2 separate regions of the Sus scrofa genome follow, and region 2 is linked to region 1. A link is a contact called in public Hi-C data. All regions are on one chromosome and are shown on one strand. The core of a region is the stretch at or near the end of the contact, and the rest is flanking DNA. Distances in the headings are between cores, read along the strand shown. Region 1 overlaps PPFIBP1 (liprin-beta-1). Region 2 holds the start of PPFIBP1 (liprin-beta-1).

Region 1 (6,665 bases), core at 2,440-4,939:
GGATGGCCATTGACATGTTATGTGACCTAGAATGCCTGCTGCATGGACTGTCCTTTTCTCTTTTTTTTTTTTTTAAGTTTTATTGAAGTATAGTTGATTTACAAGGTTGTAATCATTTCTTGCTTCAGTTATACATAGACACACACCCATTCTCTCTCAGATTCTTTTCCCACATAGATGATCACAGAATATGGGTAGAGTTCTCTGTGCTATACGCCAGGTCCCCGTTAGCCAGTTATTCCATGTACCTCAGTGTGCACGTGCCTATCCCAAACCCCCAGTGACCCCTCCTCCCCAACCTATCCCCTTTGTTAACCATAAGTTTTTTAACCATAAGTCTTCCTCTTTTTCTTCTGAGACATCTTTATTCTCAGAGCAACTGGTCGGTCAAATCAAAAATACCCTGGGGGGTAGGATCAGAAACATGGTCATGGAGAATAATTTTGAAAACGATAACCTTATACTTAGCATATGCCCAGAGTACTCTAAAACTGTGATTCAAATTGTATTTCTCAGATTTTATTTTTTTTAAATGTAATATGGAATATCATACTTGAGGACTAGCATTGACTAGAATATTCACCCCCTGCTTTATGTAAATCTCCACTCTAAACCTGAATTTAGGACCTTAACCCCTCAAAACTTGCTCCCCCTGCAGTGTTCTTTATAAATGGCATCATCATCTCCCCAGTTTTCTGTGTCATAAGCTGGACATCTGGGACATTCCTCCTCTCTCTCACACTTTCAGCCTGCATCTCATTATTCACCAAGTCCCATCAATTCCATCTCCTAATGCAGCCTGTCCCCTTCCCTGTCATCATATTATTCATCCACCAGCTCTCAGGTGGACCTTCCCACATCTTCTCTGGCTCCCTCTGATTCATTATCTACATAGAAGCCTGAGAGATTTTTTAGAAACACAGGTCATATCAGATCACCCCTATGCTTAAGACCCTTCAATGTGTTCCCTCCAGTTGTAGGATAATCTTTAAATTCTCAAAATGGCCCACAAGGACCCTACATGACATAGCTACAGCCAACATCTCATTTTGAACCACTCCCCTATATTCTTTAAAGTCCTGGCCCACTGACGCTGTCAATTCCTGAACTAAACATGTTTAAAACCAGTGTTCTTTGCTGAAGTGATTATAGACTTATATCCCAAGGGTATGCAAGGAGAAGGTGACTGTGGCATGAGTCCTTAGCTTTTGTGTGATTAGAAAACAGCAGCCTCCCCAGGCAGATGCAGCACCAGGGCTGGAGCAGGCTGGCTTTCAGCCTCCACCCTCCTGGGCAGGGCACCCTGTGCAGCCTGGATGGTGACCCCGACTCGGAAGATGTCAGTTGGTTTACCACCAGATTCATGTAACTCTGTTTGTCCTATTTAGAAGTGGAATATTGGACAACTTCTGGAAATCCCCAAAAGCCTGTGATTTTTGTGATAATTGTAAATGTGAAGAGGTTTTTACCAGGAAGTTAGAGAAATTGTTCTTTGCATAACCAGGATGACATGTGTGTGTCTTTCCAAGCCAGCCCGGTTACATCTGTGCTGCCTGATCAGAAACCTTGTCTCACAGTTGATGATCAGGAATGATTTACAATCTAGAACGCTCCTGTCTGCTAACATTGAAGTTTAAAATTGAATGCATAAAGCCCTCAGACTCCTGTGGTTTTCCTACAAGAAGGAGGGCCTCCGACTCATCGGAGAGGCACAGCATTCCTTCCTGTAACATGTTTGCTCTTGTGAAAATGACTTGAAGTATTCGAGACCTGGCAGCAGAAGAGATGGGAGGAGACCTGGTTCTTACTGGGTATGAGTCATCTTATTAAACATTTAAATTGAACATTTTATTAGGCAGTTTCATTGTTGGTACAAAACTGTTCATCAATCCGAGATTGCTTTGATGTACATGTTATCTATCCTTGTGTCCTCTGCCAGGATCCCAGCATTGATCTCTCCCCACGCAAACACTGCATACATATTATTATGATCATTTTGCCTATGATTTGGGGGCAGTTTTGTTTCTTGTTTTTAAACTCAGTGTTGAATAGCCAGGAGTTTTTTGATGTCTTTTTTTTTTTTCCCCTTCAGATTTATGGGTGTGAGTAAATCTTATTTAGCGAGGAGTATAAGAAAGTTATGAAAAATAACCATACATACTTAATACCTTTGTAATTTCAAAGGAGTCAAGGACATTCCCTGTAGGTCTTCACTAGGTCTCTCAGTAGGAACAGACTTTGAATCCGGGAGCAAGCAGTTGCTCTGTAAATGTTTGTTATGATATTGCAATGGCTGAATATGCTGGATCTAATTGAATTAGTGTATCATGTTCATTGCTGGGTCATCAAGGCAGTGGTTGAATGTTGTCACTGAGAAGAGATAGCAGATCGTTGCCTTGGAAAACTCACTCCTCCCTGTAGAGCTGTAGCTGGGTCTCTCAGCTCTGCCTTATTGGATGCCTGTGCCGTGGTAATCATGGGTCCTTTTACCCCTCGCACTTAGGCAATCTGCTGCTGCCACGGCCAGCATTGCATGCTGGGCCTCCCCACTGGTGCTGGTTTGCAAGGGCTGCCGTAAAAAACTGGGTGAAGGAGTTCCCGTTGTGGCTCAGCGGTAACAAACCCTACTAGTATCCATGAGGATGCAGGTTCGATCCCTCGCCTTACTCAGTGGGTTAAGGATCTGGCCTTGCCATGAGTTGTGGTGTAGGTCACAGATGCAGCTCAGATCTAGAGTTGCTGTGGCTGTGGCTTAGGCTGGCAGCTACAGCCCTTATTCGACCTCTGGCCTGGGAAGTTCAATGTGCTGTGGGTGCAGCCCTAAAAGAAAAGAAAAAAAAAACTGGGTGGTTTAAACAACAGAAGTTTATTCTCACAGTGCTGGAGGCTGAAAGTCCAAAGTCAAAGTATTGGTAGAGTTGGAACCCTTCTGAGCACTGTGAGGAAAGGATCCATTCCAGGCTTTTCGCCTTGGCTTGGGGATGACTGTCTTCTTGTGTTTTCACATCCTCTTCCTAATGTGTGTGTCTCTCTCTCTTTTTTTTTTTATGAGGACACCAGTCATAATGGGACAGGGCCCACTGAATGATCCCATTTTAACGTCACAACCTGTAAAGACGTTCTCTCCAATTGAGGGCACTTCTTAAAGGACTGGGGGTTAGGATTTCAATGTATGAATTTGTAGGGACCTATCACACCACTTATAGTTGAGCTTTGATACAAATTAGCCTGAGGAATACTTATTCCTTAGCTATACTCATTCTGAAATCTTCTTCAAATGGCCAAAAGAAATCTGTAAATTTGCGGAATTTTCACCCTTTCTTGCTACCTGACAGAGCACCTGAGGGTTGACAGTGTTGCTTCTGCAGTTCCATTCTCTCCCTCCCTCCCTCCTTCTCTCTCTCTCTCTCATTCATTTCATGAGTCATTAGGCCAAAAAGTATCAGATAAATGAAAACAAATATGAGAAATGCACCTTTAATAAGGGAGCTTTCGCCACGCCCTTTCCATGCACATCCATGACTTTTAAAATATCTAAGCCATTCCATGTTCAGAGGATTTACAATCCCATAACATGTTGATCTGTAGTGTGTTTTTACTTGACACTTGTTTGGGTTACACCACTCACGCATGGCCTTTATTTTCCACCTGAGCCTTATTTAGCTGCGTGGTTTGGACACTCACAGCTCTCCAGTGCTTTGGACTGACTGCTTATTGTGGGAACTTGCAGCTGGACATTCTGGCAGGTCATTGTCATACTGTCCAATGATTCCTTCAGAGATATTGGTTCTTAAGCTGAAGGATGTCTTCCTTTTCTTCTCTGCGCCTTTCCCAGTTTCTGGAAGATGGAGGCCTCTGCCAAGCCTTTCTCTCTAAAGCCCCTGGCTCCGGTCACACTTGTATGCCCCCATATGTATTTTTAAACTAGCTCCACCCCCTGTTCCCAAGCCTGCTATGTGTTAATGTGACTGGTATGTATCTTCTTAGGCTTCTGGGCATTGAGACACAACCCATTTTTCATTTCTCCTAGCCCGAGAGACTGGGACGAATGGGAGCGTTTCTCTGCTTTCTGCTACATGAGTCAGGTTTTGCCTCTTCTCAGGCATATTCTATAATATCAGCAATCTCTTAGTAAAACTACCCATCCCTGTGGGAAGCAGAAATTAGGGCTACTTGGATCCTGCAAGGCATCACCATCACCATACATCTGAGCCTGTAGCAACATGGAAGGACACCAAGGTCAAGGATCCTCCCTGGCTCTGTGTGAAAGACCCTAGTCATCTTTACTATTAAGCTAAAGCGGGATATTATAAAATTTTTATCAAATAAGAAATGTATATATTGGAGTTCCCGTTGTGGCACAGCAGAAACAAATCTGACTAGTATCCATGAGGATACAGGTTAGATCCCTGGCCTCGCTCACTGGGTTAAGGATCCAGCGTTGCCGTGAGCTGTGGTGTAGGTTGCAGGCATGGCCCAGATCTGGCGTGGCTGTGGCTGCAGCTCCGGTTCGACCCCTAGCCTGGGAGCTTCCATATGCCACAGGTTCGGCCCTACAAAGAAAAAAAAAGTAAACTGGATCACCATGCTGTACAGTAGAAAAAAAGATAATGTATTAGGGAAATTAAAAAAAAAAAGTATATATTTACCTGAGACAAAGTCAGCTCTCTGTTTCTTCGTGACACAGCCGACTCTCCCTTCCTCCTTCCTGCCCTCCCCCCATTGACCGAATACCCTTTAAACAAGGAGTTCCTCCCAGGTAAAAGTCTTTAGTTAGCTTAGGGATCCCCACCACTACCACCCTCACCTCTGCTTTTGCCAAGTCTTTTTTAAGAAAGGCATCTCTTGGGGAATTCTCTCATGGAATGGGAACAAGCATGCAGTCCACCCGAACACTTGGTGTTTAAAAAAAAAAAAGGATTTAATGAGTGAGAGCCATTTTTTTCTGCCACCCTCCTAAGGGATGGATTGCTTGGTTAAAATAGGCTCTTCTACCACTTGCTAGCCAACCCAAAGCTGTTGGCCATATTTTTAATAAAACTAATAAACAATAAGGCTATCAACCATCTCAGACATCTTTTAAAACCTAGACTCCTACCATAGAAGTTCTGTCTCTGGCTGGTTTCTTTTTATTTATGGAAACTTGAGCTGAGGACCATACCTAAGCAGAAGGAGGCCTAGGGCCCCATCTCTTCAGGAGTAACTGGTAGCTTCTGAGAGGCTCTCCTAGTTCTGGATCATTCCAATGCCAAGGACCAAAAGCTCTCCATGAGTGGCAGTTACTGTTCCTGGTTGCCATATCTGACTTCTGGTTGGAGCGAATCCCAGAGGCCCACAGAAACTTCCAGGAAGCTCCAGAGAGGAGCCCAGATTTTCTAACATCCACCTGGTAGCCCCATGGTTCTGGCACCTGACCTCTTTGAAGAAGAGGAGCCTGGGGGATCCATATAAATGTTGACGAAAACTCTCTCCAGGGGAAATCTCCCTTCAGAGCTTAGACATGAGGATGTTTTAAAAAAAAACTTCAAGACCTGAAGTATCAGGCTTAACAATAGACTTTTGTGAGTTCCCATCATGGCATAGCAGAAACGAATCCAACTAGGAACCATGAGGTTGTGGGTTCCATCCCTGGCTGGCTTCGCTTAGTGGGTTAAGGATCCGGTGTTGCCGTGAGCTGTGGTGTAGGTTGCAGATGTGGCTTGGATCTGGCATTGCTGTGGCTGTGGCTGTGGAGTAGGCCAGCAGCTACAGCTCCAGTTGGACCTCTAGCCTGGGAACCTCCAGATGCCGTGGGTGAAGCCCTACAAAGACAAAAGGACAAAAAACAAACAAACAATAGGCCTTTGACCATTGACCTCACCACAGCTCCCGGCAGTGTGAGATTCTTAACCCACTGAACAAGGCCAGGGATTGAACCTGCATCCTCATGGATGCTAGTCAGATTCCCCTAAGCCACGTCAGGAACTCCTTGGACTGTTGTTAAGTGCTGTTCTACCTCCCTTGACTTCCGCTTTTCTTGGGGCACAGGGCAATCAAACTAACTCCCAGTTCCTTCCTCTGGGTAAATAACCACCTGGTCTTCCCTGTCCACTCTGTTTTTGTTGTTGTTGTTGTTGTTGTTGTTTGGTTTTTTGTTTGTTTGTTTTTGTCTTTTTGCCATTTCCTGGGCCGCTCCCGTGGCATATGGAGGTTCTCAGGCTAGGGGTCCAATCGGAGCTGAAGCTGCTGGCCTACACCAGGGCCACAGCAACGCTGGATCTGAGCCACATCTGCAACCTACACCACAGCTCACGGAAATGCCGGATCGTTAACCCACTGAGCAAGGGCAGGGATAGAACCTGCAACCTCATGGTTCCTGGTCGGATACATCAACCACTGCGCTACGACGGGAACTCCTTCCCTGTCCACTCTGATGCACTTGTGTGGTTTTGACCTCACTCTGCAGGTCTCAAACATTCCAGGAAGCTACTCAAAATTTACTCTCTCTTCCTATCCCCTGGTTAGATGGTTTTAGCAGAGATTTGTCTCTGGTAGCTGTTTCCCCCTTGACAAGCAAGATTCCTAGCCCCTTTGACTTTTCTTTCTTTCTTTCCTTCCTTCCTTCCTTCCTTCTTTCTTTCTTTCTTTTTTTTTTTTTTTTTTTTTTTTGGCTGCTCTTCAGCATA
Region 2 (6,463 bases), core at 1,200-3,699, 95 kb before region 1:
GTCAGATTCTTAACCCAGTGCAACACCGTGGGAGCTCCCTACCCCCTGTTTTTTTATTGAGTGTTTTCCTTGAATTGAATATATGGAATATAAGGAGGTATTAGGCATGGAGCATCCTCTTCAGAGTTTGGCAAGACAGGAAAGTTATATAACTAAATATATATAACCATATGTTTACACATCTGTACAATCCCACCAATAACCTTTGATGTATTATCAGTCCCATTTTATAAAAGGGGTAATTAGGTTTCTGATGGATATTTTAATGACTTGGTCCAAGTTGCACATCAAGTAAATAGCAGAACTGGACAATGGACCCCTTTTTCTGTCCACTGTAGGGCACAGCAAGGTCAGGGACTTTAATTAACTAGTCTTTGGGAAAAGGGTGGGACTCAATACACAGAAGCAGGGAGTCAAAAAGTACAAACTTCTAGGAGTTCCCTGGTGGCCTAGCAGTTAAGGACCAGGTGCTGTTACCGCTCTGGCTCAGGTTCAATACTTGGCCCAGGAACTTCCACATGCTGCTGGGGCAGCCAAAATAGTAGGTATAAACTTTCAGTTATAAAATAAATCAGTCCCTGGGATGTAATGCACAACATAATGACTACAGTTAATGATACCGTATTACATCTTGGAAAGTTGCTAAGAGGGTAGATCTTAAAGGTTCTCAAAAACAAAACAAAAAAACTGCCACAGAACTCACACAGACGAGTGGGGATTCCAGGCCAAGAGGTGAGATGCAAGCAAGAATCTGAGAGTAGACCAGTTTGACTGCAGTAGTTTCTCCCAGGAGTGAAGTGGGAGATAAGGTGGGAAAGGTACACAGAGGCCAAGATCAGGGAGTTTTAAATGTCCCACTAGGAATGGCAGAGAAGGGGAGGGGGCCCTGATTTAGAGGGGAAGATGTTGATAGTAAAACCAAACACTGTTTTAGAAAATGCCTTTCAAAGTGGTGCATAGAAAGACTTAGAGTTGGAGGGAAATGGATTCAGAAATACAAGTCAGGAGCTTGGAATTTGTGTAGGTTTGACAAACAGCATCATGGTAAAAGAGCAGGTCTGTGAGCATTATCTGGGTCTTCAGATTTTTTTTTTTTTTTTTTTTTTTTTTAGCATGATAGTGTTGGAGTGAGTGTAGACTGTGGGCAATCACTACTTTAAAGAGAATAAATAGCTTCAGAGTCAAATGAACCTGGGTTTCAACCCCAGTCCTGGGTGTTCTGGAGCAATTTACTTACCTAAGCTTGCTGAGCCTTGGATTCCTTTAGGTTAAAATGAGGCTAATGACACTCACTTTACAGGATGGATGTGAAGATTGAAGTGAGACACAATGGTGGACTCTCTGCCTCCCTTCTACAATTTTTGGCAGGATGGTGAAATGTATGACGTGTCATCCATCAAAAAAACAAACAATAAAATCCAACAGGAAACCAATAATTCATTCATTGTAATTCCAGAAGATGATGGATAATATATCTATATATCATGTAAAGAGGGCCACTTTTCACCATTTAGTCCTGCCTTGCAAGCAGTTATTAGGCAAACTGAAAGACCCATTTCCTGGGAATCTTTCTGTTTTGTTGGCCGGGAGTATTATACTGCCTGATAGCTGTCAGCGTAAACGTTAGTTAATTCTTAATTGATTCCTCAGCCACTGCAATTGGTTCCATTCAACAGTAATTATTCTCCTGTGGCTTGCTGAACTCAATTGTGAGGTTCCCCCACCCCCATCCCCCTTCAATTGTGCATGGAAACAGCAGCCTTAAGATCTTTAAAAAGGTAAATAGTAATTGTTCTTCAGAGGTTCAATTTTATTTGCCTGGAAGCTCGTGTGCTGGGTTTCCATCGCTAAAAGCAAAAGCCGCCGCATGGTGGATAACACCCCCGGTTAACAACCCAGAGCTGGGTCGCGGTTTCTAGGATTCTCCTTCACATCTTCCCGAAGTGCTTTTGAAGTTCTAAATTTCCCGTCTAAGGGAACGCCCAGCCGTCCCAAGATAAAAGGGTTAGCAGAGGGAGCTGGCGTTTTCCTTTATTTGCCTGACTTCAAGCTAGCCATTTTCTGCTCCACGCGCCGCCGGACTCGGACTTGCCCGTGACACAGAGGCGACTGTTTTTCCTTCAAAAGGGGGCTTGGGTGGGTTAGTTTCGTTTCCGACCTGGGAGAGGGTAAATGCGCCAAGAAAAGTTTAAAACGCCACCCGCAAGGATCTTCCTCGTACCATTATTCTCCCTCCCTTAGAGATAGCAGGAAAGGCAGCATTTTTTTTCCATCAACACCCACTTCCAGCCCTTGCCGGGCTCAGCGAGGAATGTGTAAAATTAGTGGGCTCCTCTGACTGACAGCCCGCGGGCCCAATCAGCGCGAGCGGGGGCGCGCCAACGCCCCCCCGGCGTCCTCTCTTTGGCTAATTTCTGCGGGGAGGGAGGCGGGCGGGCGGGCGCGAGGGAGGGGAGGTACCTGGAACTGGGAGTGATGTCAGCTCCCAGCTCGGTGCCTGCCCGGATTCCTGACATGGTGTAGGGCCGAGAGGGTGGGGAAGGCGGGAGCCGGCCGGGAGAGGACTCGGAGTGGCCAGACTGCCGTGGGGGCAGAGGGCCGGCGCTTTGAACTCCGAGCGAAGGTGAACCAGAACTTTTGCAACTCGTGCGGGCGGCTCTCCTCCCCCAGGTAAGGGCGTTTGTCCTCTCTTGGGGACCGGCAAGCAGTGGCACCGTTGTGTGGTTGTAGCTGCTCCTCCTTTTCCCCACTCGATTTCCTTTTCCAGCTCACTCCTCTCTCCCAGCTCACTCCTCTCTCCCAGTGGGAACCCACACTTTTTGCGGGGTGCGGTAGGGCTTAACAACTGGGGCTCTCAACTAGTTTGTATGGGAAAAATACCTCCGGAATTCGACATGTAAAATCTTGACTGTGTCCTTAAACCCCCCACACCCTAGTCTTCTAATAATACTTGAGAACCCCGATCAGAGGAGTGGTGTGTGTGTGTGTGTGTGTGTGTGTGTGTGTGTGTGTGTGTGTGTGTGTGTGTAGGGGTGTTCTTTTAAAATGTCACTAAAAGTTTATGAAATATGGACTCAAACATTATGCTCTTTGAGAGAGGAGAAAAGTTTTGTATTTTTTTGGTTCTCCTGTGGCCTATTATGCGTTGCTTTAAATGAAAGACTGTCATTGTTATGTTTATATATTCTTACATAATAACATAAAAAATCCTTTTCCATAGTCAAGATTTGAGGAATTCATTTGGGGTGTGGGAAATTCATTGAGCCTGTGGGAAAACCGGTCTCTTGGGGGCACACTTCAACGCCAACTCGTTTTCATTCTTACATTTTAGCGGAGAATCCCATGGCTTGCCAACTTTGTGATCTGGAGGGGTTAGGAAGGCTGCCGAGAACCTTTGGATCTGTCTTCTGTGGATTGCTTGAGAGAAAGATGAGGGCTGGTAGTTGTTTTCATGGATCCTTTTTAGAGAAGGGAGTTTTTACAGGGAAATGTGGCAGAAGGCGTGGCATACAAACTCTTAATTATAGGAACATGAATTTTCCAACATGTGGGACCAAAACAAATCCTTCCTTTCAATAAGAAGTGCAGAGAGCAATAGATGAAGAACCTGATTGAGTGTCTAAGTTTGGTATTTAGGGAAAGCAATGGCCTGTCGAGAGCTAAAGGGTATTTTGACAAGTGGAAGTGTAGAATTCTGATTTTTGCTTATTTGTGGTTTCAAACCCTTTCTATTTCTTGCTTGGAGATTTTGTGTGCCCAGGTCCTACAGTTGTTTTCTGGTGAAAAAAATTAACTCCATAAACTGATTCAGGATCCTCACTCATCATCGCTGAAGGCTCTTTCTTTTGGAGAAGGAAAGAGAGTGTCTGCGCTGAGACTCCTGAGTCAGGTTTCCCTTTGCTTTTACCAGAGTTCCTCAGCAGTGAGGAGCCTTCTGTTGCCAGGTTGGGAGGAAACTGTGGACTTCACTGTGAATCAAAAGCTGCACCTCAGGTGCCTGAACCAAAGGGCATTTCCCCGACAGGAGGAAAGAAAGAAGCCACCAAATTGCACCTGATAACCCAAGTTGGCAAGTGTGGAGATGCAAGACTTCATACATGAGGTTCTCTGTCTTTCTAACCAGGTGACAGTTAAGTTTCAGGGCAAGAAAGAAGTGTGTTTTTTTTTTTTGTTTTGTTTTGTTTTTGCTGTTGTTTATAAAACACCTGGATCTGTATTGTTGTTCTCGAAAATTTAATTAGCACAAGGTGGATAGAGATCAGGCTTTTTGCAAAGGGAAGGTGTGCTTGACTGGAAAGGCCAGAACATTTTCATTTCGATGTGTGTTTTGGACTAAGAAACAGAAATTGTCTCATGTCTCTGAAATAACGGTGACCAAATCGTTTCTATTTATATTCTGTAGGAAGGACATAAATCATGCTGTGTTTTCCAATGTACTTTTTCAGCAGGAAAGAGCAAGAGGTGAGGTAGAATTTTTGTGGGCTGGTGAGAGTTCACTGGAGCCTAAAACCAGTCAGGTAGTATCTCAAGGATGTTATCCTGATGAGCCAAGTTCAAATTTATTTATACTCCTTTTCAAGAAACGAGTCCTGGCTTAGGGACTTGAATATATCAAAGTTTTACATTTCATTCACACTTTTGAATAGTAACAGTAATTTTATATACTTGGTTTAACCAGTATTTTTCTTGCTCCCTCTGTGTGTAGAAGGAAGATGTGATATATAGTAAAACACAGTTCTTTCAAAGGAGAAAGTTTGAGGGAGTTCGCTGGTGGTCTGGTGGTTAGCACTTGATGTTTTCACTGCTGTGGCGTGGGATCAATCCCTGGTCTGGGAACTGAGATGCCATATCAAGCCACTGCGTGCCATAGCCAAAAGAAGGGACAAAACTAGAACAATGTTTGAGTTATTGAGAAAGGTAGGATCAGGTTTTGGTTAAATTCTTTGACCAGCAGCTATCATAGTTGCGATAGTTATTTAAAATAGGAGAATCTGGCCTTTATGGACAGATGTTGACTTGACATTCAGTGCACAGTGTAGTTACAGATTAATAGTGCCTAATTTCAAGGGCATTGTAGGCATTTTTTGGAAACAAGTTCAGTAAAGGAGAGTTCATTAACTGTTTATATAGTCTTTTTGTCACTCACAGTAGCAGCCTGAGATAAATCAGAATAAGATCATTTTTTTCTCCTCAGTTACTGACTAGCTGACTTCTTTTTAAAACCTGTCTTTCATGTTCATGACATATTTGTATTTTGTAATTAATTTAGATTATGTTAGGAATTTTTACTTTAAAAGTAACTTTGAAGTCTTCATCTCCCATTTTAAAAAATTCCTGCATTCAAAATAGCACATCTTTCAAACTGTTACCTGAACGAAGACCTTGTTCATCATTCTGTCTTTGCAGAGATATTATTACATAGTTTTGACCTGACCTGACATGAATTACTTTTTCCAAACAATGAATGAATGATTGAATGAATATATGAATATCCATTCATATTTTGGGCCTGTGTCTTGATTCTTTACTAAAGAAATGTTCCTTCACAGTTGAAACCTGGGCAAGAGATATAGCATAATGGTGGCTTTTTGTTAATTCCCAGAGATCTCCCTAGAAAGTCACATTAGCTTTGAAAGTTAAAAAAAAAAAAAAAAAAAAAAAAAAATCCTAATTGAGCAGCCTATTGTGAAATCTTTTAAGGAGGCATGATTTTATTATTATTATTTTTTAATCTTGGTGAAACAGATGGGTGTAAGGATAAGATTCAAAGCTGTTAAGGTTAGTGACACGAGGTGTTGTTTGGGGACAAAGGGAACAAAGTGTCTGTCCTCTGGCCAGCATTTCCCTTCCGCTAAAGGTTGATAATTTCACAATTAAACCAGTCATCAAACTGCCCCCAAATCGACACTATCCAAAAACTGCTCTGGGCTTATACACTTCCTTGCCTCTCTGGTGTATTATGTCAAATTCATCACAGTGCATGTCAGAACCATTTTTCTAGCCAATAGTCTACAGCTTTTGTCACTTATATCACCACCACAAAGACTGATGCTTTATTAAGTGGAGTTCATGGATTGAAAAAACAAAACGAAATCGAGCCAACCCACCCTGGAAAATACAAAGACTCATCTTTCACACTCTCTTTTAAATATAGTAATTATTGATGCCAGTTTGGCATTAGTTGATAATGTTTCAAAAAGCCAAGTGAGTGTTTCTTTTACTTCAATAGTTTTTCCCACTTTGAAGGATCTAAAACACGAAACAACTGGATTTTAGATGAAAAAGTGGGCCCTTCCAGCAGTTTTAAGTCTGTACACTTATTAGGCAGTTATCAGAGGAGAAGAGGGTTGGAGTGAAACCTGGACCAGTCTGTTCCCCTTGAAGAGCTTCTGTTTCTGAAATGTGGGTTTGGACTCTGAGTGATCCAGGTGGGTGTGTTGTCACATTTGTGACTGAACTTTGG

Evidence for each region. Hi-C and Micro-C count contacts between places; a contact is called where the count stands out from the background.
Region 2: a Hi-C map of skeletal muscle shows a contact between it and region 1, with 1.9 times the contacts expected there. The contact joins the promoter of PPFIBP1 here to the enhancer-like site in region 1. A contact is called at or near these places in 6 of 47 Hi-C or Micro-C datasets (embryonic fibroblasts, liver and skeletal muscle) and 1 of 2 datasets of contacts at active chromatin or transcription factors (skeletal muscle).

The regions. Positions count from the first base shown.
Region 1 is chr5:46,124,860-46,131,524 of Sscrofa11.1, reverse strand. All of the region lies in intron 2 of PPFIBP1 (liprin-beta-1), which reads left to right. Among named protein-coding and RNA genes, the nearest start is that of C5H12orf71, 18 kb to the left of the region's middle. Within about 2 kb of position 3,689, at least 5 of the 83 cell types and tissues checked have an H3K27ac peak or open chromatin away from gene starts, as enhancers often do. A contact at or near this core is called in skeletal muscle, where this site is marked.
Region 2 is chr5:46,218,880-46,225,342 of Sscrofa11.1, reverse strand. PPFIBP1 (liprin-beta-1) reads left to right here and starts at 2,449. Exons shown (of 28, transcript XM_021092144.1): 1 at 2,449-2,670.